Regions from separate parts of the Mus musculus genome. Here regions 1, 2 and 4 are each linked to region 3. Evidence: chromatin contacts called from public Hi-C and promoter capture Hi-C data. All regions are on one chromosome and are shown on one strand. Each heading gives the region's core, a stretch centred on a gene start, on an enhancer-like site or on the middle of the called end of the contact. The rest is flanking DNA. Distances are from core to core; before and after follow the strand shown. Region 1 overlaps Gm41955 (a long non-coding RNA gene). Region 2 has its middle 15 kb from the start of Gm41955. Region 3 holds the start of Shisa4 (shisa family member 4). Region 4 overlaps Nav1 (neuron navigator 1).

What was found. Promoter capture Hi-C pulls out the DNA fragments that hold promoters and counts their contacts. A called contact is a pair of places that touch in the nucleus more often than the background predicts.
Region 1: a promoter capture Hi-C map of 3T3-L1-derived adipocytes shows a contact between it and region 3, with 5 times the contacts expected there. The contact joins the enhancer-like site here to the promoter of Shisa4 in region 3. A contact is called at or near these places in 21 of 39 promoter capture datasets (the 3T3-L1 cell line, 3T3-L1-derived adipocytes, the C10 cell line and 13 more), 3 of 15 datasets of contacts at CTCF or cohesin (the NIH/3T3 cell line, embryonic stem cells and pro-B cells), 9 of 484 Hi-C or Micro-C datasets (the C2C12 cell line, the HL-1 cell line, adipose-derived mesenchymal stem cells and 5 more), 30 of 115 datasets of contacts at active chromatin or transcription factors (VIP interneurons, astrocytes, bone marrow-derived macrophages and 16 more) and 2 of 9 other capture datasets (adipose tissue and pancreatic islet).
Region 2: a contact with region 3 is called in a promoter capture Hi-C map of embryonic stem cells, with 5 times the contacts expected there. The contact joins the enhancer-like site here to the promoter of Shisa4 in region 3. A contact is called at or near these places in 6 of 39 promoter capture datasets (the HPC-7 cell line, HPC-7-derived erythroid cells, cranial neural crest and 4 more), 1 of 15 datasets of contacts at CTCF or cohesin (pro-B cells), 2 of 484 Hi-C or Micro-C datasets (bone marrow-derived macrophages and embryonic stem cells), 11 of 115 datasets of contacts at active chromatin or transcription factors (bone marrow-derived macrophages, embryonic forebrain, embryonic midbrain and 5 more) and 4 of 9 other capture datasets (adipose tissue, embryonic stem cells, liver and 1 more).
Region 4: a Hi-C map of muscle stem cells shows a contact between it and region 3, with 2.5 times the contacts expected there. The contact joins the enhancer-like site here to the promoter of Shisa4 in region 3. A contact is called at or near these places in 8 of 39 promoter capture datasets (the 3T3-L1 cell line, 3T3-L1-derived adipocytes, liver and 3 more), 1 of 15 datasets of contacts at CTCF or cohesin (the NIH/3T3 cell line), 31 of 484 Hi-C or Micro-C datasets (the BV-2 cell line, the CH12 cell line, ECoMG-derived neutrophils and 18 more), 1 of 115 datasets of contacts at active chromatin or transcription factors (pancreatic cancer cells) and 2 of 9 other capture datasets (adipose tissue and embryonic stem cells).

Annotation. Positions count from the first base shown.
Region 1 is chr1:135,193,255-135,199,448 of GRCm38.p6, reverse strand. The region is part of intron 1 of Gm41955 (a long non-coding RNA gene); the gene reads left to right. Among named protein-coding and RNA genes, the nearest start is that of Gm41955, 5.7 kb to the left of the region's middle. Within about 2 kb of position 3,333, at least 27 of the 459 cell types and tissues checked have an H3K27ac peak or open chromatin away from gene starts, as enhancers often do. A contact at or near this core is called in 3T3-L1-derived adipocytes and embryonic stem cells, where this site is marked.
Region 2 is chr1:135,213,940-135,220,714 of GRCm38.p6, reverse strand. No RefSeq gene overlaps it. Among named protein-coding and RNA genes, the nearest start is that of Gm41955, 15 kb to the right of the region's middle. Within about 2 kb of position 2,949, at least 35 of the 459 cell types and tissues checked have an H3K27ac peak or open chromatin away from gene starts, as enhancers often do. A contact at or near this core is called in embryonic stem cells, where this site is marked.
Region 3 is chr1:135,370,048-135,376,880 of GRCm38.p6, reverse strand. It overlaps Shisa4 (shisa family member 4), which reads left to right and starts at 1,818. Exons shown (of 5, transcript NM_175259.4): 1 at 1,818-1,992; 2 at 2,332-2,503; 3 at 3,596-3,729; 4 at 4,517-4,684; 5 at 4,885-5,425. The coding sequence starts at 1,920. The coding sequence ends at 4,931.
Region 4 is chr1:135,532,418-135,538,367 of GRCm38.p6, reverse strand. Nav1 (neuron navigator 1) reads left to right here. Exons shown (of 30, transcript NM_173437.2): 2 at 1,069-1,171; 3 at 5,654-5,950. It overlaps Gm32940 (a long non-coding RNA gene), which reads right to left. Exons shown (of 4, transcript XR_003948736.1): 4 at 5,395-5,950. Among named protein-coding and RNA genes, the nearest start is that of Gm32940, 23 kb to the right of the region's middle. Within about 2 kb of position 1,822, at least 115 of the 459 cell types and tissues checked have an H3K27ac peak or open chromatin away from gene starts, as enhancers often do. A contact at or near this core is called in 3T3-L1-derived adipocytes, the BV-2 cell line, the CH12 cell line and 12 more, where this site is marked.

The DNA.
Region 1 (6,194 bases), core at 2,084-4,583, 180 kb after region 3:
GGTTCAGCCCACGAAAAAAAGGGTACGAGGATTAGAGACGGATGACAGGCTGTCAGCAGTTCCCTGAGGACAGCTCCGTAATCCCGACACCCCAAGCTACAGTGCCCTTTGATCCAGCCTCTGAAAGCTTGATTATAAGACCCAGCCCTTGTTTCCATAAAGGGGAGAACAATTGCTCCCAGCCCAGACAAAGGACTCTTTGTACAGACCTGGGACCCGCGCCCCAGGAGCCTCCTGGGGGAGGTAGGACAACCGCGCCCAGGGCAAGGAGGAGGGGTGATGAAGTAGGGCCGTGCTGGGGCGAGGCAACCAAGGCTCCCGCCAAGCGTGGGGGAGAAGGGCAAAGGCCTTTAGGGACGTCTTATGCTCCGCCCAAGGAGCAAGCCCAAGCTCAGAGGAGGCGGGGCTCCCTGCTGAATTGCTTTAGCCTTGAACTCAGGATATACTTGGTCATACCAAGTTCCAGAACAGCCAGAGCTACACCTTGAGACCTGTCTCGGAAACAAAACAAAACAAACAAAAAACCCGTAATCTTTATCCCTGTTAGACTGATGTTGGGGAAGGGCTGGCTCCTCTTTGCCAGGTATCAACACCTGAGCAAGCAAACTGGTATCAGGGTAGAGAGAGAATCTGGACTAATAAAGAAGGATGCTCGGTGGGGAGATAGCCACAGCTGTATTTGGACCAGCAGCCTGCTTGGCGCTGTCTTTGCCCATCTGCAGCTGCTGTACAACTTACCTGGATATAACCACACAACACCCTCAGACTTTGCCAAGCAAATCAGCCTATTGCAGCGGCAAGAGCTTTGCTGTCCTTCCCTGAGCAAGGGAGAGGCCTGTGGATTGGTGGCACTTGTACCCAAGCTTGCTACACCCTGAGTGCATTTGTTAGTTAAATCAATGCTTTCTTTCTTCACTCTGCGACTGCAGGCATTGACTAGGAGGAGGCTTGAGGGTGGCCGGAGGCTTCTTCCCTGACAGAGGCAGTTGTGAGCCAGGGAGTCTGGTTTGACCCTGGGGGAGTCAGGAGAACCAAGGCTGGGCTTGGGAACTTACTAAAGTTGCCCCTGCAGAAACCAAAACAGCTTATGTGATGGGGAGATTAAAAAAAAAAAAAAAAAAAAAAAAAAACCAAAACACTGTTGAACGTCAGCTTCACATATATTTACTATCAACTCAGTGATAGTATCTAGCCCAGCTTAGTACTCATCTTGAAGGGAGATAGCCACCTCCGTAGTATTGGCAACTGGGAGTTTAGGTTGAAGATATTTTAGGGGTGGCATCTGTAATCTTAATATCCGGGAGGCTAAGTCAGGGGGATGGTAAATCAAGGCTGGGTTACATAGTGGGGCCTTGTTTCTAAATTTAAGTAAATAAATAATAAATTGACTAACAAAATGAATAAACATGGCTCCAGGGCTGGAACTGTGCCTTTGTTGGTAGAGAGCAAGCCTAGCAAGCGCAAAGCCTTGGGTACCATCCTTCGCAGGACTAAGACTAGAGTGCTGCTGTAGCTCTGGGACGTGAAGGTAGGAGTATCAGTTCAAGTCCATGCTCAGCTACGCAGAGCTTGAAGTCAGTGTAGGGCAGATGGACTCTCAGAAACAAAGAAATAGAAGCTGATGGGATGGCCCAGTGGTTAAGAGCATTTGTTGTTCTTGCAGAGGACTCGATGTAGTTCCCGGCACCTACACTGGGCAGCTCATAAATCTAGTTCCAGAGGATTCTACCCTTCTTCTGGCCTCAGAGGGCACCTGCACATGCATGTAGGCATACATGCTATGCATATACGTTTTTTGTTTTTGTTTTTGTTTTTTTTGTTTTTTGAGACAGGGTTTCTCTGTGTAGCCCTGGCTGTCCTGGAACTCACTCTGTAGACCAGGCTGGCCTCGAACTCAGAAATCTGCCTGCCTCTGCCTCCCGAGTGCTGGGATTAAAGGCGTGCGCCACCGCGCCCAGCACATATAAGTATTTTTTAATTAAAAATAAGGAAGAATAATTAAGGGTTGGGGCTCAGTAGTAGAGAATTTGTCTAATATGCATGAAGACTTAAATTCTTAGTCTAGGGGAAAAGTCACATGCAAAAAATAAATAAATATAAAAAGGCCTTTCATTGAGAGGGAGGGAGGGGGCTTTGAAGAATGAGACCAGGTATAAATCACTAAGTAACAGATCAAAACACCAGTGATTCCCGCCTTGCCTTTAATCTCAGCCCTCAGGAGGCAGAGGCAAGAGGGTAGATCTCTCACTTCAAGTCCAGCCTGGTCTACAGAGTGAATTCCAGGACAGCCACGTCCTCACTGAGAAACCTTATCTCAAAAAACAAGACAAACCAAAACCAAAACCAAAACTGCCAGAGATTCAATAACTGGTAGGAAAAGCCAGGCCTAGGGTACATGCTTTTAAGCCCAGCATTCATTTGAGAGGGGAGAGTCAGGGAGACCTCAGAGAGTTTGAGGCCAGCCAGATCTACATAATGAGTTCCAAGCCAGCTACAGCTACATAGTAAGACCTGGATGCCTCCATTGACGATTGGTCTTTGGAGAAGTTCCTCAGATAAAATAGAGTTCTTTAGCTGGACAGAAGCTATGGCCATGCTAGCGTAGGAGATGAAGATCAAGTCATGTAAATGGGGGCTGGTGAGATGGCTCAGCAGTTAGGAACCCTTGTCATTCTTGCTGAGGACTTGGTCAGTCCCCGGTATCCACCCGGTTGCAGCTTAGAACTATACACAGGCACATACACATGCAGCCAAAACGCTCACACACATAAAATAAGCAAATCTTAAAAGAATTAAAAACAAATAAATAAGCTCATGCAAATAGCCCTAGACTGTGGGTCTGATCTGTAGACTATGAGAGATGTTTGGTACAAGAATGTAGAAGTCATGACTCCTTTGGGGGTTGAACAACCCTTTCCCAAGAGTCGCCTAAGACCTGGGACAACACAGATTTACATTATAATTCATAACAGTAGCAAAATTAGTTATGAAATAGCAACAAAAATAAGCTTATGGTTGGGCTCACCACAACATGAGGAACTGTATTAAAGGGCCCCAGCATTAGGAAGGCTGAGAGCCACTGCTCTAGAGGCAATGGGGCTCACGCTGGAGTGTGTCACAGGTCTCTGGGTCTGTAGGACAGTTGAGCAGACCTCATGATGAAGAAGGAGAAGCTTTGGAGTTGGGGACGAGAGGGAGGGGACCTCCAGCTGACCCCAGGGAGAAGGCTCATGGGCTGGAAAACAGGATCGCAGGTGCCAAACAGGTCCTTGCGCATGGAAACAGGCTTTGTTGACTTTGGCAGCCCCACCCTCAGCCTCCTCCTGCCCCATGAGGGCCTGAAACTGACACTGGGCCATTCTGGGGGGTTGGAGATGTTCCCAGTCCAGTCCTGTTCAGGCCAGCTGCAGCAGGCTGCTTGCGCTCCTGGCTTGCAAGAGGGCTTAAGAGGCACAAGGGGCTGGTACCCAGGCCCCGCAGGTGAAGGCCAGGGCTGGGGGACATTAAGACTGAAGGATTGGTCTCTTTTTCTCAGACTGTAAGCCCAGCTGAAGGAGATGACTGTTATAAGGACTGCTCCAGGGTGTCCCCTCAGGGGCCTGACATCCAGATAAGTGCTAATTAACCACCACAACAAATCGGCAGTTAAAGAAACAGATGTCCACAACCAGACTGACCGGGAAGGGACAAAGTGGCAGGGCCAGCTCTGCTGTACCACTTGGCAGCAGCCTCTTGGGTTGAGCGGGCATCTCATTCATCTGCCCGCATCAAGGGAGAAACTCAGGTCTCTCCTGACTTGACTGAAGGATTAGGTGGAAGCCATCACTGGGAAGGAGGGGATGAGAGATAAGGAAAAAAAAGCAGTCAATGGAGAAAGATAGGCACGAAAGGGAATAGAGCCTTTAATCCCAGCACTTGGGAGGCAGAGGCAGGCAGATTTCTGAGTTCGAGGCCAGCCTGGTCTACAGAGTGAGTTCCAGGATATCCAGGGCTGCACAGAGAAACCCTGTCTGGAAAAACCAAAATCAAAAAAAAAAAAAAAAGGGAATAGAGAACTGTGTGTGCTCACGTGTGTACATGTACACATATGAAATGTGTGTATTACTTGTGTATATACATTATTGTTATTGTTGTTGTTATAATTTTGAAACAAGGTCTCACCATGTAACCCTGGCTAGCTGTGTAGACCAGTCTGGCTCCAACTCTTAGAGATCCAACTGCTTCTGCCTCTGCAGTGATGGTGTTCAAGACAAATACCACTTCATCTGGCCTTAAAAAATTTTAAACAGTTTTTAAATTCACTTTGTAGACCAGGCTGGCCTCGAACTCAGAAATCCGCCTGCCTTTGCTTCCCGAGTGCTGGGATTAAAGAGGCGTGCGCCACCACGCCCGGCTTTTTTTTTTTTTTTTGTTTTGTTTTGTTTTGTTTTGTTTTGTTTTGTTTTTTGAGACAGGGTTTCTCTGTATAGCCCAGGCTGTCCTGGAACTCACTTTGTAGACTAGGCTGGCCTCGAAATCAGAAATCCACTTGCCTCTGCCTCCCAGGTGCTGGGATTAAAGGCATGTGCCACCACGCCCGGCTTTAAACGTTTTTGATAAATTATTTCATGTAGCAAGCCGGCCTGCCGCTTACAAGGACTGGGTACACCTGGGAGGCAGGCTGGGGCTGAAAGATCCAGAGAAATAATGGAGCCAAGATGATTCCCTGTTCAAGGCTCAATGTTTACTAGCAGTCTGTGCTTATAAAGGGGGGAAGCCCATCCCCTGCCATGCCAGGCTTCTTGATGTTTTGTTGCCACATTGTTAGCACTAGTCCGCCAGAGCCGTTAGCAGTAAGTCGCCAGTTCCACTCTTGGTGCCTGGAGTCATTCCAGGCTGCCAGGCTGGCAGTTTATTCAGGAATCTCTCAGGAAGACAGGTTCAGACTCTTGGCAGGTGGCAGAATCTCAGGGCAGTTGTCACTTCAAAAGAAGCCAGCCAAGTCAGAAAGCTGCACCGCAGGTGGGCCCACCTCAGTAACAAGGTTTGTACCAGCCCGCTTCAGGCTGGGGGAGGCTACAGTTTCACTTATCCCAGGCTGGCCTTGAACCTCTGATCCTCCTGCCTCTACCTCCCCAGTACTGGAATGGCGCTGAGATTACAGGCCTGAGCCACCCTGCCCAGTCTTGTGTGGTTTTGGAAACAGAAGCCAGAGCTCGATCGACTGAGCTACACCCAGAGTCCAACACTGAACAAATGTATTTACTGTTTGCCCAGCTGGCCTTAAATGTGTGATCTTCCTGCCTCAGTCTTCCAAGTGTTTTGATTTCAGGTGTGTACCTCAGAACCCAGCTCCAGTGTTCTACACTTTGTTACATCCCTTTTCAGAGAGCTCTCAGAAAGGTAGAAAGGTGATCTAAGAAGACCATCATGAAGGATGGAGAGGTGGGGTAGCACAGAATTCCAGGAATACGCTTTCTGGGCAAGGCAAAAGGACCAGCAATAGGAGAGTAGGAGGGAAGAGCAGGAGAAGTGCCACACACAGGCCATAGCCGACCTTGGTTCTTGTGGGCAAGCACCCTTCAGCTTATCACCCTGGTGCTGGCCAGTTCAGGGCTTCCTGTTCCATTTCTGCTGGCCATGTAGTCAGTGTTCCAGCTTACAGTTATCCCTACAGGCAGGGAGTTCAGTGGGCCAAAACCTTAGGACTACCCTCAGCAACTGGACTCCAGCAGTCTTTGCTTCCTGTCTTTGAGATAGATGCCTCTATTTTCTGCGCCCTAATTTGAGGGAAGTTGAGCACTCAGGGAGCTGTAAGCCCAGAGTAAGTTGCAGAGGCTGCGAGGGTGAAGGAGAAGCTGGAGGACTTGGGCTGTAACCTGAGGTTTCTCAACCCAGGTCCTGACTTTATTATCTCTGCATCAAAGTCTCCCTGCCCATCCTGTAGGAGATCTAATTACAATAACAGTAAACCAGTAACAGCTGCTATTTACTGAAAGCATTCCTTGGGCCATACATACCTCCAGATAAGTGCACTTATTTTAATTTACATCTAAAATAGCAAGAAAGACAATTCTTATGTTCTTTTGATTTTTTAATGTGGTTTTGTTTTGTTTTGTTTTGTTTTTTTGGTTTTTCGAGACAGGGTTTCTCTGTGTAGCCCTGGCTGTCCTGGAACTCACTTTGTAGACCAGGCTGGCCTCGAACTCAGAGAT
Region 2 (6,775 bases), core at 1,700-4,199, 160 kb after region 3:
ATTTTAAAATCATATAAGAACATTTTTGAAAACAGTAGCTTTGGGCTGAGAATGTAGCTCAGTTGGTAGAGGGTTTGCCTGGGATGCACAAAAGCTTGGCCTACATCCTCAACAACGAGCAAACAAGGCTTGTTGTCACACACCTGTAATCCCAGCACTTGGGAGACAGAAGCAGGAAGATCAGAAATCAAGATCATTTTTGGCTACACATCAAGTTCTCAGCTACATGAGATTCAGTATTTAAAAAATAACTAGCTTATTGAAATCTAATTCACATTCACTTAGCATAAAATTGACACATCCTCTCTCACTTTGTGTGTGTGTGTGTGTGTGTGTGTGTGTGTGTGTGTTTGAACAGTTGTATTGTTTTTAGGATGGGGGTCATAGTCTATAGCCCAAGCTAGGCTAGAACTTGCTATGTAGGCAAGAATGACCTGGAATTCTCCAATCCTGCCCCTACAGTGCTAAGAATACAAAATGCATACCACCACACCTAACTAAAAATTGCCATCTTAAATAATATAATCCAAGTTGGAGAGATGGCTCAACCAGGCTCACAATCCAAAATATCAAGAATATTTCATATTGCAGAACATTTTCACATCTTTCTTCAGTTACTCCCAAACCTCCCGCCCCTTGGGCACTGGCACTAGAAATCTGTTTGCTGTCTCTATAGACTGGCATATTCTGCATATTTCATATCAATGGAATCATACAACACATGGGGTTTTTTTCACTTGGTATGATATGCTCATTTGTCCTCACCACCCACTTTTTTAAAGTCAAGGTCTCCGTAGCCCAGGCTGGTCTGGAACTTGCTATGTAGCCAAGGCCTCTTTTATAGCACCGGGAATCAAACCCAGGGCTATGCAGCAAATTCCTTATCAATTGAGTCCTGGGTTATCAGTTTTAAAGAGTGACCAAAAGGTCATAGTTCAGAGGCTAGGGAAATGAAAGAGCACTTGCTACTCTTCCAGAGTACCTGGGTTCAAGACCCGTACCCCATGGTGGCTCACAACCACCTGCAACGCCAGTTCGGAGGATTTAATGCTCTTTTCCAGCCTCCGTGGGCACCAGACCAGTACATAGCGCACACATACACATAGAGCGAGCATTTAATGCACAAACATATATACAGGCAAAACGCTAATACACACCAGGCAGTGTGGCACACCCCTTTAATCCCAGCACTCGGGCGGCAGATGCAGGTGAATCTCTAAGTTCGAGGCCAGCCTGGTCTACAGAGCTAGTTCCAGGACAGTATGGGTTACACAGAGAGACCCTGTCTTGAAAAACCAAAACAGGGGGCTGGAGAGATGGCTCCATGGTTAAGAGCACTGACTGCTCTTCCAGAGGTCCTGAGTTCAATTCCTAGCAACCACATAGTGGCTCACAACTATCTGTAAAGGGATAGATGCCCTCTTCTGGTGTGTCTGAAGACAGCAACGGTGTGCTCATATAAATAAAATAAATAAATAATTCTTAAAAAAATAATGTGATTTAAAAAAGAAAGAAAAACCAAAACAAACTAAACCAAACACTCACCCACATAAAATGAAAGTAAATTAAACTTTAAAAAAGGGTCCATAGTTTAGATCAGGGAATACATCTGCTTTTTGTGAGTTGAGTTTTTCCTTTTCCTTCTTTCTTTCTTTCTTTCTTTCTTTCTTTCTTTCTTTCTTTCTTTCTTTCTTTCTTTCTTTCTTTCTTTCTTCCTTCCTTCCTTCCTTCCTTCCTTCCTTCTTTCCTTTCTTCCTTCCTTTCTTTCTTTCTTTCTTTCTTTCTTTCTTTCTTTCTTTCTTTCTTTCTTTCTTTCTTTTTTGTTGTTTCGTTTTGTAGTTGTTGTTGTTGTTGCTGTTGTTGTTGTTGTTGCTGCTGCTGCTGCTGCTGTTTGGTTTGGTCTGTTTTCCATTGAGATAGGTTGTCACTACATATAGCCCAGGCTGAACCTGATCATCTTTTGTCAGCTTTTCAAGTGCTAAGACTATATAGGGATGTCCTGCTATAGTGCCATGTCTGGCTTCTAAGTCATTTTGGGGAAGTTTTCAGGGAAGTTTTTGAGTTTGGGGGGGTGGGGGTGGGGTGAGGGTGGCCTGGAACTGCGGGTGACTTTGAATTTCTGGCCCTTCTGTCTTCACCTTCTGTGTGTTGTGATTACAGGCATGGATCACACCCTATTTATGTGGTACAATAGATCAAACCCTGAGCTCCACACTTACTGTGTTAGCATGTACCAAATGAGTTATGTCCCAAGCCTTGGTAAGCCATCTTTACATTGGACTTGGATAGTATAGTCATGATAGTGAAAAATGGTATATAATAGGATTATATCTGGGCAGTGAAGCCAAAGGGCTCTGCTGAAAAATAAACAGTGAGGCAGAGGACACCAAGGTACCTGCCACAGGGTCAAAGGGTCAAAGGGAGGAAGGTGATGCCAAGTTGGGCCCAGGTGAGGATCACCTTGGTAACCTTGCTCAAAGATTCCAAAAACTCCTTGCAGTTGCTAAGGCTGTCTGCAACAGCATCCGTAGGCCAGAGCATCATAGTAGAGAAGAGCTAAGCCTAGCACTAAAGCTAGACTTAGGTGCACAGGACAAGTGTAGACAAGTCCCAGGCTTGGTGTGACACTGTACCATGGACCCTGGGGGAAAGTGAGTGGGACTGTCCCCTGCCTGCTGATATCTTAGACAACCAGGGCCGCCGTATGCTTTTGCTACTCCAGAGATTTAGAATAGGCCAAACTGTGTTTTTCAGCCACCCAAGCAACCTGGGGGGTGGGGTGCGGCCCTGCTACCCAGTTCCCAACCTCCTTTGTAGCCATGGGTTCCAAGGTTGATGTAACCTGAACTGCTCTCATTTGTGTGTGGGCGGGTGTGGTCCTGTGAGTCCCGGGCCAGTGAATGGGGCTCTGTCAGCTGCGCAGGGTGCCAGCGCTCTGCAAATAGATTGAAGTCACGAACCCAACAAAGGGTTCAGCTGGGTTGTCATTGAGGCTGCAGCAACTGTGACTGCACAGGGTGGGGCTGCTGACCAGTGTTCCTGCTCCGGTCTGCTTTCGATTATCCCAGGAGACAGGCTCCCCAAGGGACCGATGAAAACGATTAGTTGGGGGAGCACAGGGCCCTGAGAGCCTTCTGGAAACATCCCAGTAGGAGGAGTGAGGGCAGGTGGGGACCAGGTGAAACTGCCTTTTCTGGTATCTTTCCCCACGGTCCTTTTTGCAGAGAAGAAAATCTATACTGCAGGGATCAGTTCAACAAGGAGAGAACAAAAATTCGGGTTGAACCCCAAGCCAATTCCAGGGGCAGGAGTGGAAAGAGAAAGAAGAGAAAGCAAAAGTTCTGGTTGTCCTCTTTAGGCCAGAGGTTCTTCAGGCTGGAAGTGGGTACCCTGAGGCCTCCAGACACAAATAGAAAATCAACATCTGTATTCTCTCAACAAACACCTCTGGAGGGCCTTAGGTTTTTTCCATGTTTTAGTGTTGAAAATGGAACCCTGGGCTCCATGTATGTATGCAAGGCCAGTGCTGTACAGTAGCCCCAAGCACACATATGTTCATGCTCTTAACTGTTTGTTTGTTTGTTTGTTTGTTTAGAGTACTTCTTCATACTGAAGCCAAAGCTAAAACAGACATCGATTCTCTTTCTTTGTTTGCTTGAGACAAGTTTCTCTGTGTAGGAGACAATGAAAAGAAAAACAGGATAAGAGAATCTGAGTATTCATTTTGGAGAGACAAATGACAAGTTTATGAAGAATAGGGGTGTTTAAAAGGGGGAAATATGGGGCTAGAGAGATGGCTCAGTGGGTAAGAGGACTCCCTGCTTTGTCCACAGCCAGAGTCTGGTTCCTGGAACTTGCTCTGTAGACCAAGCTGGTCTCGAACTCACAGAGATCCACCTGTCTCTGCCTCCCAAGTGCTGGAGTGCATGTGCTACCACACACAACACTATTCTTTTATTTTTGACATAGGGTCTCACTATATAGCCCTGGCTGGTCAGACGAACCAGGCTGTCTTTTGGATTTATAGAGATCCACTTGCCTGGGCCTCCTAAATGCTGGGCTTAATGGTGTACGCCACTATCCCTGGCCACAGTTTTGATCATGGGATTTGTTCTCTCTCTTTCTATAAGGTACAGGACTATTTGATTTATTCTTGCTTCAGTTGTGTCACTTGTACCTGTGACACTTTGGTTTCCAAACACCGCTTTGGTTCTTGCTATGTCCTGTCACCCTGGAATTTGAAGGCTATTTCCGATCAGTCTGGGGATATTTTCTTGACTTAGTTCAGTGATGTCTCCTTTACTTTGATCCCCACCCTTTTTTCAAAAACAACAAAAACATTTTGAGACGGGGGTCTTACTATGTAGTTTCTCTGTGTAGCTTTGGCTATCCTGGAACTCAATTTATAGACCAGTCTGGGTTTGAAATCACAGAATCTGTCTGCCTCTGTCTCCCAACTGCTGACATTAAAGGTGTGCACCACCAAGCCTGCCTTATTTCCCCCTTTTAAACACCCCTATTTTTCATAGGTGTGTCATTTGTCTCTTCAAAATGTCGATTCAGTTTCTCTAACCCATTTTCTATCTCGTTGTCGTTTGGTTCTTTCTGGAGCATCCCTTTAACATATACTCTCTTTCTGTCGGTGTCAGGTTCAGGCTCCCTGGGTTTGGCATTACAAGCACAGGTCAGTCACTACCCCCGGCCTTTGTGTGAACTCAGGTCTTCACACTGACACAAGCCCTTAATGGTGCACATCACTGACTGAGCAGCGGAGCCATCTCCCCAGTCCATTTATTTTATCTTATTTTTTTATTTAAAAAAATTATGTTTGCCAGGCGGTGGTGATGCATGCCTTTAGTCCCAGCACTTGGGAGGCAGAAGCAGGTGGATCTCTGTGAGTTTTGAGGCCACAGAGTAGCCTGGGCTACAGAGTGACTTCTAGAACAGCCAGGACAACATGGAGAAACCCTGTCTAAAGAAAACAAAAAAACAAACAAAACTTATTGAGAGTTTTGTCTGCATGTGTGCACACGTACCATAGCTGCACCTGGCACCTGCAGAGGCCAGAAAAAGGGGTCAGAGCCCCTGAAACTGGCACTATGGACAGTTGTGAAGTACCATGTGGTACAGGAACCATTGCTGGGACTTGGATCATCTGCAAGAGCAACAAGCGCTCTTAACCACTGAGCCAGCTCCATAGCCTCTGGAGGTTTTGGTTTTGTTTGTTTGTTTTGTTTGTGACAATCTTCCTTCAGAATCTGACTGAGTAATAGGATTCTAGGAATGAGCACTAGATTTCCACAATGCTCTTACAACATCCTATGCATGGGCATTTGCTGTCTGTTACTATATGACCAATAACTCCAAAGTCCCAATTATTTATTATTTGACTTTTTGTTTGTTTGTTTGTTTGTTTTTGTTTTTGCTTTTCGAGACAGGGTTTCTCTGTGTAGCCCTGGCTGTCCTGGAACTCACTCTGTAGACCAGGCTGGCCCGAACTCAGAAATCCTCCTGCCTCTGTCTCCCAAGTGCTGGGATTAAAGGAGAGTACCACCATGCCCAGCACCAAAACTCAGATTTTTTTTTTTTGAGACAGGGTTTCTCTGTGTAGCCCTGGCTGTCCTGGAACTCAGTCCGTAGACCAGGCTGGCCTCGAACTCAGAAATTCACCTGCCTCTGCCTCCCAAGTGCTGGGATTAAAGGCGTGCACCACCACGCCTGGCCAAAACTCAGAATTTTAAAGCAACAATAGCAGTTATTGTCTCAGGATGCTCTTGGATTAGGAATACGGGTGTGCCTGGCAGCTGGGCTCAAACTCAGGATATCTCATAGGCTACAGCCAGAACATCGGCTTGTTCCACACTTGTCAGACATGGGCCTGGGGTGAGGAGCTGCTCAAGACAGGTTCTCATTAAGTAGCCCTTGCTGTCCTGGAACCCGCTTCATAGACCAGGCTGGGTTCAAACTGACAGAGATTCACCTGCCTCCTGAATTCTGGGATTCAAGGCATGCTCCACCACAGCCATCATGATTTTTGGCAGAAAACCCTAGTTGTTCTTTTCACAGCCCACTTCATATTGTGAGAACGTGTTGTCCTGTTAGGGGACAACAGACTTGCCCCAGAGCAAGCCATGAGGAGTAAAAATTAAAAGCTGTGACACTCACGTAACCCAGAAACAGGGAAGAAGAGAGTGGAGGTTCACAAGTTCAGACCATCCTGGCCTACACACAGAGTTGGAAGCCAGCCTGTCTACAGAGCGAGACAAGACCTCGTCTCAAACAAACCAGCAGCCATAAATGGATCTATATCAGTCTCCCTGTCCAAGGCTCAGGGTCCACGTGCCACGGAGGAAAAACTGTAAAAACTGTAGATGGAAAAGGCCTGGACAGAAACCACTTTCTGGTCAAACCAGGACCATCACACTCATGGTTAACAGCTGTGGTTGCCTGGGCAAGACCAGCAAAGCATGATGGGGAGGGACTCACAAGCTCTCACCCTCAGATGAGGAGTTGATGGCTGCTGGGGGAGGGAAAGTCAGTTTTCTTTAAGGGTGTGGTGCCTGGTAGGTCTTGTGTATGGTCCCACACCCGTGAGTATATGGGAAGGACAAACTGGAATCAGTCGGCTATAAAAAAGAAAAAAAAAAAAAGAGGTCAGGTGTTGTGGTAGATGCCTTAAACCAGTGGCTCTCAACCTTTCTAACACTGGGACAGTTCCTCATGTTGTAGGGACCCCCCCCAACCAGAAAATTACTTTCCTTACTACTGTTATGAA
Region 3 (6,833 bases), core at 569-3,068:
TAGAGGGCCTTATGGCGTGGGCTTCAAAGACGACTCGGCAGTTCAGAGCACTTGGTGCCCTTGCTGAAGGAAGACCCAGGTTTGGTTCCCAGTGCCCATGGGATGGTTCACAACTACCCATAAGTTTAGCTCCAGAGCATCAGACACCCTCAAGGGCACCAGGCATGCGTGTAGTACACATGCACACATGCAGGCAAATACTCAGACACATAAAAAATATTTTCTTAAGTGTCCATGGCAGGAGACTAAGGTAGCCATTACTCTGCCTCAGCTGATCGGTAGTCCTGGTCAGGGAACTGCATGCAGGTGGAGCATGACTACTCCACATTCTGTAACTACCTGTCTGTCTGGCAGCAGTGAACGAATGCTTAGGGACTTTTGCTTCCTCTTTAGCTGTCAGAGTATTGAAAGAATGGACTCCAAGAAATGGACCCCAGGAACTTTCCGCTGGGTGAGGAATTGGTGAAGGCCCAGGGGCATACAGAAAAGGCACATATCTCCTGGTGAAAGACTTTACAGTTTGTCAGTAACCTTGCAGGAGCAACTAGGAGCCAAGGCAGTAATGGGCAGGGGAATCACATCTTGCCTGGACCACTTAGTCAAATATCTTACTCTCTATTTAAGCTTTGCCCTTACTTGAGATGGACTAGGATCTTTGTGCCGAGACCCCTCTTGGGGTTAGAAGCACCCTTTCACACAAGGGTTGCCCAAGACCATCAGAAAACAGATATTTACATTACATTCATAACAGTAGCAAAATTACAATTATGAAGTAGCAATGAAAATAATATTATGGTTGGGAGTCACCACAGTTTGAGGAACTGTGTCAAAGGGTTGCCACAGTAGGAAGGCTGAGACCCACAGGACTAGGGCATGGAAAGGAATCACTAGATCTCCATGACCCTCTTTCCAGTGTGGCCATATTGAATACATTTCACTATTAATTTGGTTATTTTAATTGTCTATTGAGGGTAATTGTCTAAACCTGGCTCGTTGGAGCCCCAGGCTCTGACGCTGAGTCCTGCATCAACTCCACACGAGTTGGTAAAGGTACATTGACTTTCTTCTTTGAGACTTTCCACCTGTAACTAACTGTTGACCCTGATAGCTTATGTAGTATTTTTTGCAGGCTTGCTCCATGAAGAAAAAGAGTTTCCACTGTAAAGTGTTTAACTGGCTGTGTCTCAAGTGGCGGCGGCCACCCCTACCGGTGAGGAGTGAGGCTATAGTTGGAGCTGTCCATTCAGAGGGAGAAGGGGCCATCTCAGGAGCCAGTGCAGCTGCCAGGGCCCAGGCCCTGTGGGCACCGATGGGGACAAAGCTTCTCTGAACTTCCTCTCAATGGATGCCTGTTTCTAGGAATGGGGGCAGGGTGACGCTGCCCCATCCTCCCCCTGCAGGACGTCCAAGACTGGACACCAGAGCAGAGGAGGTCCCACACAAGGGAAGGTGCGGCCCTGCCCCTCCAGAGTTGGCCCATGAGCTGTTCATTAGGAGGTGGCACCAGGATCAGTGTTTCTGGGGTCTGGGATAATGATTGGTCTCAGGAGAGAGGCGGGCACAGGGTACTGCCAGGCCTCCCTGACCGCAGTGACCAGCTGTTGGCTGTGCCCTTAAGGGCTCAGACTAAAGGAGTCACCACACTGTTGTGGACAGAGAGAGCAGGGCTGTGTCTTGGGGTGAGGGGTACCAGGCCGGTGCTGAGGCTGGGTGGGCGTCGCTGGTGGGCAGACCCCTGGGCGGGGCCCTGGCAGGGTTACTGCAGGCGGGGCGTTAGTCCCGCCCCAAGAAGGCGGGAGAGGAGCCAGAGCCTGGCCGCGGGCTGGGCGGTGCTGCAGCTCCCGCCGGCCGGCTTCGTCCAGCTTTGTCCTGCGGCCCCTTTTCCAGGCCGTCCTGGCCGCGCCCAGCCCCCTCTCGCCATGCCGCCCGCGGGGCCCCGCGGGACCGCGCCGCTCGCAGCCGTCGTCCTGCTGGTGCTTGGGGCTCCTCTGGGTAAGGGATGGAGAGCGACACGAGATGGGTGGGGTGGGGCGAGATCAGGGAGAGGTGAAAGGGACCAGCCATGTCCTCAGAGGCTATCTTCCGGGTGTCCATGCCCCCCAGATGCTTGCGGTTGTTCCCGGAGCAGGAAAGAAAGGGCGCTGAGAGGTCAGGCAGCGGGAACCTGACCCCCAGGCGCGGGGTTCAGCTTCAGGGAGAAAGGGGCTTCTAGGACTTCTAGCTTAGGGTAGAAACAAAAGTGAGCTTTCAGCTTGTCAAGGCAGTGAGATTGAGGGTGGCTAGAACTGAATTGGACTGGTGTCCACTGGGCACCTCCACCCCTGCCCGCAGCGCTGGCGAGTGAGGACTGCTTGTGGTATCTGGACCGGAATGGCTCCTGGCATCCGGGATTTGACTGCGAGTTCTTCACCTTCTGCTGCGGGACCTGCTACCAGCGGTACTGCTGCAGGGACCTGACCTTACTCATCACCGAGAGACAGCAGAAACACTGCCTGGCCTTCAGGTGGGCTGCGGACTCCCACTCCACCCCCTCTCCGGAGGCCTCCTGCTGGCTCCAGTGCCCACCTCCACATTCTTAACTGCAGGAGTCACCAGGACTCCAAATGGTGACAGAGCTGGGTGGTTGGTGTTAGTTACCATGGGCTTGCCTGGGCTGTTTCCAGGGGCTTTCTGGATCCTGACAGGTCCTGGGAGGGAGTGTGCTGAGTTAACACTAACATTCAAACAGCAGAGTGCCTTGGTAGACGCTCTGGTGAGAGGGCAGGAAGACTTGGGTTTTGTTTCCAGGCTGGTGCACTGTGATCCAGCTAAGGCGCTTGCCCTCTATAGAGTACCGCTACCTTTTAAAATAATATGGAAGTTGCTAGCCCGGCCTGGTGGCTCGCACCTGTAATCCCAGCACTCAGAAGGCTGAGGCGGGAAGATCATCACTAAAGAGTTCCAGACCAGCCTGGGCTACAAAGTGAGACTATCTCAAAAACGATAACACCACCAAATAAATAAATAAATAAATAAATAAACAAACAAATAAGAAAAGAAAAGAAAAGAAAAGAAAAGAAAAGAAAAGAAAAGAAAAGAAAAGAAAAGAAACAGTTGCCAAAATTAAAAGTTTTGCTAATCCTTCCCCCATCCAGCCCAGGGCTAAGGGTAGGCCCTCAAACAGGCCAACATGCTACTTTAAGCTACACTCCCAGCCCCCAAATTAGTGGTTTCAAACTTTTTAAAGGGAGCTGCAAACACATAAAACTGATATAAGGGGATTGCAAGCTCTTGTAAGATTTGATGATAATGGCCCTTCATTATTTCAAAGGCTCCATTGAGGCCAACATACTTTAAACCTAACCAATATAAAAGCAGTGGTAGGTGGGCACACTACAAATCCCAGCATGCCTCATGCCAGCTACCCAGACAGCATGGCCTCCTGGGAAGTAGAGGTCTCTTAGAGCTACTTAACAAGGTGGGCAGAATTAATCCCACAGGGAACCCCAAGACATAGCATGCTGTGGCTCCCTGCTGGCCAAGAGTTGGAGTCAGCTCCGTGAGGAGTTCCTCTTATGAATGTTGGAAGGTGAGAGGACCTGTTTTTTGTCTAAAGTCCCAAGACCATAGCAGGCATCGCCTCTGCTGTAATCCTCTTTGTTGCTGTGGTTGCCACCACCATCTGCTGCTTCCTCTGTTCCTGTTGTTACCTATACCGAAGGCGCCAGCAGCTCCAGAGCACGTTTGAAGGTACGCACAGAGTCAGGCAAGATGAGTCTGAAACGGGCTGGATTGACTGCTGTGATGGGCACCAAAGGGACGAAGGACTGGTGAATTCTGTAGTAGTGAGGGTTTCTGTGTGCCTGAGCATCGCCAGTGGGAAATGTGTGCAAGTGAACCCTTGAGCGTTAGACTGCATCCAGGAATGTATGGGAGCGAGTCAGTGTGCCCTTGTATGTGCATGCACATGAACTTTCAGTCGTGCGCAGGAATGCATCCGTCGGTGGTAAGTGTGCAGTAGGTATAAGCACGTCTGGGGCTGAAGTGGGGTCTGTAGTAGTGAACACTAACTGGGCCGTGTTCAAGTACTTCGGATGTATGTTTGAGTGTTGCATGTAACTGCCCAGGCCTGATAAACATGGGGATGATGACACCATACAGGAGATCAGCATGAGGGGAGGACCACCTTAGAGGCAGCTATGTTGGATTACAAGATACCAGCATCTGGAGCTGCCCATCTTCTACCCAAGTGGGACTCTCCCAGGCTAGCCTGCCTCCTGAAGGCTCTCTAACCTGCTTGCAGGGGTGGGGTAGGAGTGGGGGAGAAACAAACTTGCTCAACACAGACTGACCTGCTTAGCTTCATACATAGCTCCCTGCTCAACTCTGGGCAAGCAGACTTTGGGAGGCAAAGGCTACAAGTGGCCACCCAGCAGCCTGCCAGGCAGTTGCCAGAGTGCTTACCTTGGTCTCCTGGATGGGAGGAGGTTTCTATGGGAGCTGGGTATTTAAATGCGGATCCTTGTCCCTCTTCTAGGCCAGGAGATTCCTATGACAGGCATCCCAATGCAGCCAGTATACCAGTACCCCCCGGATCCCAAAGCTGGCCCTGCACCTCCACAGCCTGGTTTCATGTACCCACCTAGCGGCCCTGCTCCTCAGTATCCCCTCTACCCAGCTGGGCCCCCAATCTACAACCCTGCAGGTAAATGCACGACCTGGAATCCTTGTCCCTTCTTGTCCCCACTCCTTTCGCTGGTGGATTACCTTTCCCAGGGTCCCTCCATGTCTCCTTGGAAACTTCTAGGCATTTCTTCCCATGGAACCTGCGCATCATGAAGGGGGGAGAGTACTTCCTGTCTTCCTGTGTCCCACTGACCCTTATCCTGTCTCCTTGGTTTTCAGCTCCTCCGCCTTATATGCCACCACAGCCCTCTTATCCAGGAGCCTGAAGAGACAGCTGTGGCTCTGCTGTCCCTTCCGTGATGTCGTTTTTTGGGTTTTTTTTTTTTTTGGGAGAGTCCCCGTCCTGTACCTGCATCTAGCCCTGAGGGTGGGCAAGGGTCTCCTAGTCATCAGGCCAGCCCCCAGTCAAACCAAGCCTTGGGCCCTGCTGAGGACAGAGCCCCAGAGAAGTGGAACGTGAGCTGAGCTGGAACCAGGCCGTGGATGAGGGGTGGGTAGGGAGGACTTGGGATTCATGAGCTATTTTTACTGGGAGACTGGGAGTAAGATGAGAGCCTAGGCCACAGTCTCTGTTTTCAAGTCGTCCCTCTGTGCCCAGGACCCCAATCAGAAAGGTGGGACCCCTCCTATATGCCCAGTTTGGGCTGAGGTGGAGACAAGTGAGGGGGCTCTATCAACAGCTGGCCACAGCCCTTCCCTCTGGCTGCCCAATTGGCTGGAGCTCAGGCCTCCTGGATTAAAGCTGTAATGCTGTAACTCATCAGTGGAATCACTGGCCCCTTCTCTTAACCCTGCCTCCTGTTGAACCCGGACTGCTGCCTGCTCCACATTCCACAGCAGGGGAGGGCAGCACCGGTGGGAGGAGAGTGCCACCATCAGCCCCATCCTGGGCAGAACCCCTGAGCATCTCTGGACTGTTTTCCAACGCTGTTGAGCAGATTTGTGGCAGCTAGAGAGAGGGTGCTCACGTGCTTTTCAGGACCAGGCCTCTGAGACGTCCAAGGCATTACCAGCTATATAAAGACACCTCTCCATCCAAGAACACTTACCTTCCAATCTGGGTCTCTTCACTGTCTGACCTTGAGCTTGCCTCTGAGTGTCTTCATGTATAGAATGGGGATAATAGCTGTCAAGAGGATGATATATAATGGAATCGAAACTATGAGTCCGTCCTTCCTTCCTGATCAGAAGAGGCCCAGGACCTGGAGCCAACATACAGAGGTGTGGTGTAAGGTACTTGCCGGCTTGATCCTCACAGGATGCTAAGGTGTCAGATTCTACAGGGCAGTGTCCCGGTCCACGGAAGCTAGGTATAAAGACTGTGAAGGCTACCTAGAAGAGGTGACCTGGGAGTAACACAGAGCTGTCTGCCCATCTTCCCTTGCTGTGATCCTTGAAGTCATAGTCTTTGTGCTCTCAAGACATCTGGTGACAATTGCAGGAAGTTTTGAGGTTTGGGGATGCTGGGATAGATGGTCTGTGGGAGCCCCAGGCATGATAGCTAAGTGCCCTGTACTAAGAGTCACCCTGAGACCATTCTTAATAGTTTTAATTCAAGTAGGGAAATGCCAACTTATCCAATGCCCCTACCCCCAGTTCTCTAAGGTCAGCCCTTTTTTTTTTTTTTTTTCCAATCCATCCTCAGGAAATCTAGCCCAGTGCAGCCTCAAGTTTCTGGCTTCCAGCAGCCTCCTAGGTTCTAGGCAGAGCCATTATCCTCACAAGGTCCCCAGGGCCCTCTGTAGCCATACATCCAGGGGGCATTACTTCAGATTCACATAGCCCAGAAGTCAGAACCTGGGGGTCCGAGTCATAGACTCCCTAGAGCAGGGGTCTGCCCCTGAGTGAATTCACAGGTTCCCTCTCCTCAGTGAAATCAAGGGGTACATGAATTTACCCCCTGAACCTTGTCACAGAAGAGCATGATGTCGAAGTATGTGACGGAATACATTGCCCTTGAGTCAGCAATCTGGGACCCTATGACAAGTGGCTTTGTAGTATAGGATATAGTATAGGTTTGCCCCAGCCAGAGCTGCAGGGGGAGAAGGGCTATTTAACACAGCAAAGCACCGGAAATAAGAATTCTAAGAAGAAAGAGGAAGCATTCCAGTGCTGGGGGGCGGGGGGGGGGGAGGAGCTGCAGAGTCCCATCGAGGATAACACTCCAT
Region 4 (5,950 bases), core at 573-3,072, 160 kb before region 3:
TTGTTGTTGTTGTTTGCTTTTTTAAGAGGTTTTTCTGTTTTTCTTTCTTTCATTTCCTTCTTCTTTTTTTTTTTTTCTTTTTCTCTTTTGAAACAGGGCCTCACTATGTAACCTCAGCTGGCCTAGAACTTGATATGTAAACCAGACTATCCTCAAACTCATATTCACCATCCTCTGCCTTCTGAGTGCTAGGATGAAAGGTGTGCCCTACCACGCCCAGCCCCAAGTGGGATTTGATAAAGATTTCTTTGGTGGATCAATAGAAGGGAGAAGGTCTTGTGGTTGTTCTGTCATTTGGATGCTATTTCCATCCCTAGATGGGAGAAAGTGTGAGGCTTCGTGTACGGTTAGAGGCTCTCTCGTCTGCCCAGGCTAATATGATCCTGCCTGGAAACCAAGGCTAAGCACAGGGATCCTGACTGGGTCAGACTCTGGCCCCGCCCATGCTTCTTCCTCACTCGCGATTCTAACTCTTGGATAGGGTCTGAACTACCCCAGAAGATGGCTGTTCATCTCCCGCTCCCACTAGCCACCTCACCTTTAGGAGGCTCTCAGAGGCCTCTTAGACCCCTCAGAGCAACCCCATGTGTCCCAACCCTTCGAACGATATGTTCTGTGATATGTTGACAAATGGAAACTCACCGTGTAGGGATACTTATATGGTGGAACTAGGCAAGCTCTGCTCGTCAGAGTGTCCCCTCCTCCAAGAGCCCTAAGCACACACCAACACACTGCTCCAGAGGAGGTTGGGGGGGGGGTCAGGGGTGTCCCATTTCATTCTACCACAGGAAACCAAAGCCAGAGGCAACAGTGGTCATTCAGGGAGAGGCTCTGAGGGGTCCTATCTGTAGCCCTTGTTGGGTATGGGGCTTCAGCCAGCCCAGGACACACATGGAGGTCTTTAGCTGCACCTGCACTGTCAGTCATCTTTGAGGAACAGAAGAAGCAGGTGGCTGGCCCCAGGGTCTGGCTTCTGGGAGATAATGGTGTCTGCCTCCCATTCCCTTACTCCCAGGTCCCTTCAAGGAGTCCTCTCCTCTCACCGCCTCTTTCTTTTCTCCTCGCCAGATCCAGAGTCGCAGAGAAAGAGAACAGTACAGAACGTTCTGGATCTCCGACAGAACCTGGAAGAAACCATGTCCAGCCTGCGAGGCTCCCAGGTGACTCACAGGTGAGCTTGGGCTGCCCTTGGTGATGTGCTCTTACTGGGTCTGGAGGGCAAGGGCCGGTGTCTCCCCACACCTCCACATGGCCATCCCAGGTTGACCAGAGGGCCTTGGCCTCTGTGAACACAGGCATTTGGGGCCCCCGTATTGCCAGCGCTACAAAGAAAGGGGAACTCGGCACCACTGCAGAAACCCTGCTCAGTCTTGCCTTTGCTTATGGTTGAACACAGGCTATCATCCGTGACGGTGGCTGGGTATGGGTGGAAAGCCAGGTGTGCAGTTTGTGGTACCTGTTCTCTCTGTGGGCTACAGTCTCCTCCTTTTTCAAGAGGCCTTTGTTTACTGAACACCCCTTCACCCCTCCTCCTTTTCAGTCCCATCCCTCTGGGATGCTAGTACCCCGCATCCCAACACCTGGGTTCATCAGCCCTCTACCAGCCAGGTGTCCTCGAGTCTCTTCTATCACTCCTAAAGGAGGGCTGAGTGCCCAACAGGGTCTACATACTGGTACCCAGAAAATCAACCCAGTGGTATCCCCTCTTGTTCCCCCAGCCCTTACAGAAACCCCCAAGCCCCCAGCTATAGGGTACACAGCCCTCCCTCAGCCTTTTTCCCCAAGAGCAGCATTCTGGCACCAACCCCTCCGTGAGTCAGAATTTCCCATTCAGTTCCTCTGGGCTTCCCTGGGCTGTTCAGATGAGCTCATACTGTCAGCTCTAAGGGGGACAGAGGGCCCAGCTGAGTTCTGAGGGGGGAGGTGAGCAGGCAGCCAAGACTGGGAAATCGTGGAGCATGGACATAGAGGGCCTGTTTATTAAGAACCAGAAGCCTCCTCAGTTGAACTAGAGGTAGGTTCCTCTCTGTCTCCTGGTGCTAGAAAACTGAATGCAAATTTGGGACATGGGGAAAGGGAGTTTTATTAGCTCAGGGCACAGCCAGCCAGAGGAGTATCCAGACACACCTTCATGCCTTCAATGTCAGAGGACCTGTTACCTTTAGGGCATCATTGCAGTCTCTGTGGGAGCACATAACTGTTGCTGAACCTCGGCCTTGGGAGCCTTCATCCATTGGCCTTAGGGCTTCTTGTTGAGACCTTTCTCCTCCCCTTACCCCCTACAGGCCCACTCATATCCCTGACTTGAAAAAGCTGGCTCTTACCCTGGTGGTGGTGAAACTCGCCTTTAATCCCAGCACTTGGGAGGCAAAGGCAGGTGGATTTCTGAGTTCAAAACCAGCCTGGTCTACAGAGTGAGTTCCAGGACTGCCAGGGCTACATAGAGAAACCCTGTCTCGAAAAACAAAAAACAAAAAAACAAAAAACAAAAAAAAAAGGAAAGAAAGAAAGAAAGAAAAGAGTTGGCTCTTAGTCCCAGATGCCTAAGCATCTTTCTGAGGACTAGGAGGAGGCAGTCAGGGAAGTAAGGGGAAAGTGGTCTGTGTTGCTTCAGGAGCCTTGGTACAGCCCCTGCCCATCCCACAAGCCCTAAATAGGAATCCAGATAGAGATAGAGTGGAGGCTCTAACTCAGCTGTTATCCAACAGTTTAGCCCCCTATAGACAAATCTTTCCCCTATCCAAGGAAGTTTCTGGGACATCTCTCCATGCCAAGTCACTGGCCAAGATCGTGCCAAAGGAGCTGAGAATTGCTGAGCTGCTATAAGAGTCACACCCCAAATGACTCACCCCCAGAAGCAGGGCAGAGGCAGCTGCTCCAGCCTCCTGGTGTCTTCATGCCTGCCCTGAGGCCCCAGGGAAGTCGGGAAGCCTAAAGCTGACTGGTTGAGACAAGAGCCTTGGGGCCTCTGGCTCCAGCCTCCCTTTATGGAAAAGAAAGGACCAACAGGCCTCTGGGTCTTCTGTTTACTGTATACTCCGTCCGGGTCACTTCCTCTCTTAGCCTTTAGTTTACATTAGCTCCAGTCCACACTTGGATAACCCAAACACCAGTGTCCTGACTTTTACGGCTCTTTTGCTTTTTAAAGTGCTTTTTATCAATCAATCTCTCCCTGTACCTTGGAGCAATATTCCCCTAAACTAGAGAAAAGACTGGGGGGAAAAGACACACACGCTGGACCCCACAGGCTGATGTGGGCAGCTCTGCATCTATCTACACAGCATGAGGCACCAGCCTTCAGAGCCAACACAGTCTCATCCCGAAGGCCTTGGGGGTTTAAGGGTGCATCTGCCAAGGTCACCCTCCCCCTGGGACTCACAGGGTGACTTAGACTCAGTTCCTTTTTGGAAACTTGACGTTCAGGCTACATCCTCTATTTCTGCAGCTATGTTTCCCTCTGTGAGAAAAGTCTGAGGTAGGGATGGTGAGGAGAGGAAACAAAACTGACCTCCCCCCTCCCATACCCCAGAGGCAAGCCTGGGGCCAGGCTCGGGCTGCAGGTCAGAAGATCAGCTGTGAGCTAGAAACCTTTTCCTCTGAGAGCTAGAGATGGGGTTTAGTGCAAAAACCTGGATGGTTATATTGCATCCCTCGACTCCCAGCACTGGGGAGGCTGAGTTCGAGGCCAGCCTGGTCTACAGAGTGAATGCCAGGACAGCCAGGGCTGCACAGAGAACCCTGTCTCAAGAAACAACAAACAAAACAAAACAAAATCATCAACAACAAAATAGAGCCTCAAAATAGGAGAGAGGCGTTTTCTGTTCAGAGAGTAACACAGAGGGTAGGCCAGGGGCAGAGGTGAGTGGGGGGCCCTCACTTCCTTATGTGCTTGCTACTGTGTTGGAAGCCAAGTACCCAAGCCAGTTCCCCCGTGTACCCCCATGTTCTCCTGCTGCTCCTCCTGCTCCTCCTCTGTCATCATCATCACCACCACCACCATCATCATCATCTCACAGTTAGCCTCTTTTTGCTAAGTACTTACTGCATGAGGCCCTGACCTTCATCTGTGGTGAGACAGTCCCTACCACATTCAGCACAGTCATCCTGGGTCTGCCTCCTCCCTCATGAGGTGCTAGAATACGGAGGTGAGCAACCAGACTGACCGTGGCTTCCCCGACATCAGGGAACTTCCTTTGTCCCCCAGGAGATGGAGATGGTGTTGAGGTCCAACCCTAACTAGTAGCTGATGCAGAACTGCAAAGGATGCTGGGACTGTTGGGCCCACAGGGAAAGGTGGGTGTAGGCCAGTGGAGAGCACGCAGGACATCACTCATTCCCGTGGGTCAGCTGCAAGAACCCCAATGCTGATTCCCAGGACCGCTGACTCCTCCAGTTCTGCTAAGGAGAAGGAAGGCCATTTTCTCCAGCTCAATAGAAACCATTTGGGAGAGCTTTTCTTTTTTTCAAGCAACTTCATAAAAACAAACAGACAAACAAACCCAGTGGCCTGTGACTAATGTCCCCGTGAAAGAGAAGTGATCACAGATCAAAGACTCTTTTGCTTTGTGTACGCCATGTCCAGCCATTGGTTGCCTCAGTTTACCCAGCTGTGGTGGCCCACATACCTCACGCGTGTCGTTGATTCAACCCTGTCTGACTTCAGTCAGGCCCTGTGATAGAGAAGAGCCACAGAATTTGGAGCCGCGCCATTGCTAGGCTTGGTGGTGGTGCTACACTGAACCAAAACCCTGACCACCATTCTTGCCAGATTTCAGCCATACTTCCTCTCTGGCCCTGTGGGAGAAGGACCCAGGGACCCTAGCCTCAGGCCCTCTGGTATTAGCCTGCCTGTGGCTTCCTTGGCCTGGCCTAGTGGCTTTAAGGCTTGTGACCCTGAATCTTGCTGTACCTCTTTCATCTGCTTTCCTGGGTCCTCTACCTGGTGAAGGCCATGTCTGTTCCCTAGGGGGCTGAGGGTGGGGCGGGAGGTCTGCTGCTTCCTCTGATGTCCAGGCTCATGGCTGAGCACTCTTCCTGGGGCCTGCTGTAATATCCAAGGTTCCTAAAAACTTGTACCTTCCACATTCGATTTTACGTTTACGTAGATCTGGTACCTGGGGATCAGCTAGTCCTTCGCTCATTGACAGATGAGGTGATGGCTACCTTGTCTATCCACCCTGAACAAAGTGGAGAGTCGAGGTCTTCTGAGCTCTGAACCAGCAGCCTCCACTCTCTACCCCACCCCCAGCCCCAGCCCTCACTAGTTCATTCTGGTTCAGTGAGCACCTACATGTCAGGCCCAGTCAGATCTGTATGGCTACAGTCCTCCCAACTCTACATAGGGTAGGTAGGCATTATCCTGTCTCACTGATAGGAAACAGTGGGCCAGCAAGATTAATTTCTTTCTTTGAGCTATTTACCAAAAAAAATGACCAAAAAGGGTATTAAACACTAGCCACACTCACAGGATAGGCTCAGTATGGGATCCGTGCCTTGGATACTTAGTAGGATCATTGTCCCTTGACAGCCTGAGATACCCTGTAACAAAGGAACATGCACTTAGCAGGCCCCACAGTGGGGCATCCCAGTGAGTTAACAGGGCACAGGGTGGCTGGGCTGAGGTCTAAGTCTGTGCTGTCCGCTCTCTCTGCAGCTCCCTGGAGATGCCTTGTTACGACAGCGATGACGCCAACCCCCGAAGCGTGTCCAGTCTCTCCAACCGCTCCTCTCCGCTCTCTTGGCGCTACGGCCAGTCTAGTCCCCGGCTGCAGGCTGGCGACGCACCCTCTGTTGGGGGGAGCTGTCGTTCCGAGGGGCCACCGGCCTGGTACATGCATGGCGAGCGGGCACACTACTCCCACACCATGCCGATGCGGAGCCCCAGCAAACTCAGCCACATCTCTCGCCTGGAGTTGGTGGAGTCCCTGGACTCTGACGAGGTGGACCTCAA